Regions from separate parts of the Bombyx mori genome. Here region 2 is linked to region 1. Evidence: chromatin contacts called from public Hi-C data. All regions are on one chromosome and are shown on one strand. The core of a region is the stretch at or near the end of the contact, and the rest is flanking DNA. Distances in the headings are between cores, read along the strand shown. Region 1 holds the start of Sap-r (saposin-related). Region 2 overlaps LOC101738133 (progestin and adipoQ receptor family member 3).

What was found. Hi-C and Micro-C count contacts between places; a contact is called where the count stands out from the background.
Region 2: a Hi-C map of midgut shows a contact between it and region 1, with 3 times the contacts expected there. The contact joins the enhancer-like site here to the promoter of Sap-r in region 1. A contact is called at or near these places in 3 of 7 Hi-C or Micro-C datasets (middle silk gland, midgut and posterior silk gland).

Annotation. Positions count from the first base shown.
Region 1 is chr12:4,858,250-4,860,881 of ASM3026992v2, forward strand. Sap-r (saposin-related) reads right to left here and starts at 1,308. Exons shown (of 23, transcript NM_001043366.1): 1 at 1,132-1,308. The coding sequence starts at 1,186.
Region 2 is chr12:4,978,411-4,981,042 of ASM3026992v2, forward strand. LOC101738133 (progestin and adipoQ receptor family member 3) reads right to left here. Exons shown (of 7, transcript XM_004929400.5): 5 at 1,770-1,958. Among protein-coding and RNA genes, the nearest start is that of LOC134199819, 5.3 kb to the left of the region's middle. Within about 2 kb of position 1,306, at least 1 of the 8 cell types and tissues checked has open chromatin away from gene starts, as enhancers often do.

The sequences.
Region 1 (2,632 bases), core at 58-2,557:
TTATTGTGTACATGAATAAATGCAGTCATGGTCATCACGGGTGTCAAGTGATTGTCAGTTTATAGTGGCCAAACATCTTGAGACATGAGGTCAAAGTTATTTGTATAGTATATAGTATAACTTCAAATCAGTACACATGACTGCTTCTTCTACTGTCTACATGTATAGATTTACAATACACTCTACCACTAGTGTATGCTAGCTGGTGATCCCAGTATGGCAGTGTCATAATTACAGAATGCTGAATGATGCCATGGTACCCGTAATTACCTTTTATGACAACTATGGGAAGGAGATAGGGAACCAGAGAAAAGGATAGTAACATTAAAATTTTAGAAGTTTTATGTATCGATCTGAGACTGAGGGAAATAGTTCTCAGTTATGAAAGGTGTTAGTGAAGAAGAAAACCATTTTGATAAAAATCGTTTTTCTTAGCATGGACTATGTTAAAAGCTATATGATGCAACCTAGGGTAGCAGATTATGTATGATACTACACTAGCCTACATGTGTTTATTCTCTAAGTGCTGAATAATAGCTAAAATGGATTTTTACTGTCTTGGAACTTCCATTAGAAATTTAAGGCTATGAAACATATCCAATTTAAAAAATTGCAATGAATAAACAACAATAAACAACAATGACGATTCTTCATTTAAAGTTCCTTTAAAATGATGCTGTCAGAGTTTAATGTAATTTGAAATATTTTAAAGTAGACCAAAACATGGACCTTTTTTGTTAGGAGCTTGTGATCTGGTCATAGCCCATTACTTGTTTATTTCCTCATTTCATTATTGTTTAAATTATATTATGGTGTCCACTTTACCAGCACATAGGCATTGGAAATTGTATTATTCAAGAGAAATTATCAATGTATTCTTTTTTGACGCCTTTAAGGCAGTTTGAAGAACAGTTTACTTCTAACTAAAATCAGAAAGTGAGAGTAACGTATTTTTTGCATTAAAATTTAATGATGTAAGTAGTAGGAAATCGAAAAAACGGTTTCCTAATTTTATTGCAAGTATTTTTACGTATTTTACTTAATTTGGATTAAGCACGACAAGGTCAGCCTTAATTACAGTCTTTGAAGTAGAATGATTGAAGCATGAGACAGAAAATATTAAAAACTTACTTGTACAACAAAGGAACGTTAGAGACAGTAGACAAACAGCAAACGTGTTTGTCATCGTTGCGAATGTAATTTAAGTTCAACACTCCAGCTTTGATTTTGGCTCTCCAAATACTAAAATTTAAATAACTCTGTTCTAATTTTATTGCGTATCGATTGATATCAAAATGTTAAGTCACCGCTGTCAGTCACTAAATTCACAATACTAAATTTTGCTGCGAGCAAAGCAGCAAGTGGCATAAAAACAAATACAAGCAAAAAATAAATCAAAGCTGTCAAAGTCAACATTGCGTGACATAAAATGTCAATGTCACATATGTCAATGTGATGTTTATCTGCTAGCATAACATATATTAGCCATGGAGTTAATAAGTACATAGTAACTCTATGATATTAGCATAATTAAAACGTTTAATGGTTTTTTAATTAGGTTTGCAATGTAATACTCTATCAAAACTGTTACTAAAACTGTAATAAACTATATATATAATCTATTAATGGTTTCTATTAAAATTGTTTTTGGAAATAGATAATTATTCATTACAAAGAAAATAGTATTTGTTTGCACAGTTTTGAAATTATTCTATTCATCCATAGATGGCGGTTGTTAATCAATTTACTACTCGTTATGTATGTATTCATTCATAGATGGCGGTTGTTAATCAATTTACTACTCATCAATAGATGGCACAGTATTCTGTGTTACTCAAGGTGCCAACCAGATTAACAAAAAATAGCGAAATTAGTTTCAATTAATGTTTCTACAATATTTTACCATTAAACATGCCAATGAAAGTGTCATACAATGAAAAAAAAATCTTTGGCAATGAAAGCAAAAAGCATGCACTGGTAGGCTACAAATCCTGTAGGTAGGTACGTCTGTCTACTCGGAGTCCGATAACGCTCTAAATCGAGCATTGAGCCGATAGGTAGGTAATTTTTTAAATAATTTTCAGAATTTACCTAACATTGTATTCTCACAAGACTTCCTAAACGCAGAAACAAAATTGTAATAAAAAAACTACATACAAGATTACATAGGTAGTTCTAGTGTGAAGGTGTATGTACATATTGCCAATTATGAACGAATGATTTGGAAGCAAGAGCAATAGGTAGTGCAAACTTTTGTAAAATGTCATTGGGCTAAGGTTTATGTTCGTCTGTCTACAACAGCAGTAAATACATAAAAACATCCATAAAGTAGTCATTGTAGAGTCATTGTAGAGGTAGGTACTTTTAATACAACAATAAAGAAACTTCTAGAATAAAATTCACGAGGAAATAGAAAAGCATATTCATTTCCCAGGTTGATTTTTCTGAGACACAATTAGAAGGTTTTCCTGCGGGATTGGAGTCGGGTCGAGTAATAAAATTAAGAAGACGCCCCGGTCGGACGGTCGCGGTAAGTCGATGTCTTCCGTGGGCATAAAACAAATCCGCCCGGAGCCGGCCCGTGAGGACTGCCGCACACAGCCAACTATGGAGACTTGTTTGCAAAACAATA
Region 2 (2,632 bases), core at 56-2,555, 120 kb after region 1:
TTTTTTTGTCCAAATGCACAGATTGCCACCTTTGATAATAGACGACTCATATAACATTCATGACTCTAGGTCACGTAGTGAGTATCATTATTTCCTAAAAAATTTGCATTTATTTTAATAATTTACGCGACCTTGCTCATCGAAAATGCGCAACGCCATACGATACAAAAAAATGTTTTTAATCAGATTTTTTCTTGCGGCTTGGCTCTGCCCCTGGCATTGTTGAAGTCCATGGGCGACGGTAACCACTCACCATCAGGTGGCCGTAAGCTCGTCTACCTACAAGCCTTCTTCTTCTTCTTCTTTGTCGCTTCCTCATTACTGAGGGTCGTGACCACCTTGGTCCAGTTTTTGCACTAGCTTTCTCGAAGCCTACAATGTCCAAAAAAAAGTTAAAAAAAAACACTGTAGCCCCTGTATTATTCAATTTTGAAAAACTGAAGGCACGTACCTACGTACCGGTCGATTATCATAGGAAATACTGAACTCCACATTTTGAGACTTAATCCAAGGTGCACTACACTTTTATTTTTTATTTTCAAATACGAATAAAGCACAGCCCTATGTTCTAGAATTCTTTGAAATCTGACAATTCGGATAAATCAATCAGATTTCAAAGCTTTAAAATAATGAAATATATTAAAAATAGAATGAAATTAGGACATATTATGAATCAGCACGCCTAGGTACCAACTGCCTCTTTCTATCCGAGGCCTAGTGTATTCTACTCTTCAAAGTAGGACAGCTATTATCCATGTTCCTAATTACATGAACGCAATGGATTCTCGAGGAGTTGCCCGTAGAGTTCATCCGTACTATCTGGAACTGCCGCGTTCATCAACAACGCGTTTCCATTAGCATCTAGCCCTGGAATGAACTCCCCTCCGCGGTGTTTCCAGATCACTATGACATGTCCTTTTTCAAGAGTGAGTGCTCTCGGCAATAGATAGGGACTTTTTTTTTATCGCTGAGATGGGTGGACGAGCTCACAGCCCACCTGGTGTTAAGTGGTTACTGGAGCCCATAGACATCTACAACGTAAATGCGCCACCCACCTTGAGATATAAGTTCTAAGGTCTCAAGTTTAGTTACAACGGCTGCCCCACCCTTCAAGCCGAAACGCATTACTGCTTGACGGCAGAAATAGGCAGGGTGGTGGTACCTACTCGTGCGGACTCACAAGAGGTCCTACCACCAGACTTGGCTGTGCCCTTAAAGCACTACGCATCCTCGGGCTGTGTGGGCGTGTGTGCTCACAGTGAGCATTCATCAGAGCATGTATCGTTCGGAACGCACGCTTGAATGTACCGTTGTAAGCTTAAGGTTGATGCATGCGTGACGAAACCATTCCCGACGCACGTCTCGCGATTTCTGTACGTGGCTTAACATTAAAAATCAGCGACGATGACGACACGTGAGTCGTACGCTCATCTTAGCGCCGCGCCGATCCCCCGGCAATGACTTTGTGCGAAACCCATAAAGCGCCTCCTATTTTTACAAATCTTCATTATCTTTTTTTCAACGTTTCAACGTAGGTATTTTTTTTATTTTTATTTTTACTTAATTTATTGCCTAAAAGCACCGTTAATGGATCGGGAGGATCCGTAATGACGTGTTTTGGGCGACGTCGACTGTTTACCAATCGGTCTACAGGATCGGGTATGTAGTTTCCAGCGGCCACGACAAGAGGGTTCTCATGTCGTGCCGCCTTCTCAATCAGCGCTGCCTATGACCGTACTAACTAATTAGGTACGGTTGCTGCTACTGACCTGAACCATAGGGTTGTCGAAGCCTCCCATTGCGTAGGTCCAATGGAGGGTCGGTAGGACTCCGTACGCCGCCCACCCGATGAAAACGCACATTTTGACTAAATAAGGAACATTGAAACGTGGCATTTGAAGGGCCATCGCTATAATGAAGATCAATGTTACTGAAGTCATGTAGAACGCTCTTAGTTCCTGTAAGAAAAGAAAAGAATAACAATTATCTCTTTGTATCTGTAACCTTTATTAGTCTGATGTGTTTTATATGATACTAGCGACCCGCTCTCGCTTCGCTTCGGAAACTGTAATTTATTATTGATTTCTCCACTATTTAATGGATGTTATTATACATATAAACCTTCCTCTTCAATCACTCTATCTATTAAAAAAAACCGCATCAAAATCCGTTGCGTAGTTTTAAAGATTTAAGCATATATAAGGATATAGGGACAGAGAAAGCAACTTTGTTTTATACTATGTAGTGATTATGAGTAATTCAAAAAATAATTAAGATTTTACGCTATAATGTAATCGCATTATGACATACATAAATGTATGTCAATGGGTTTCTGTAACCACATAATCCAAGGATGCACACACATAGCGCATTAAAAATAATTAAATATAGTTTGAAAAAAAAAACACTGTTGTAAAGAAAATAAAAATAATCATATTTTTATCCTGACGTCCTGCATTAAGCCAAAGTGAATTTATTGTAAATTTATTGTATTTAAATCGATCTTTGAGACGTTTTACTGGTGGTAGGACCTCTTGTGAGTCTGCAAGGGTAGGTAGCACCACCCCGCCTATTTCTGCCGTGAAGTAGTAATCCGTTTCGGTTTGAAGGGTGGGGCAGCCGTTTTAACTAT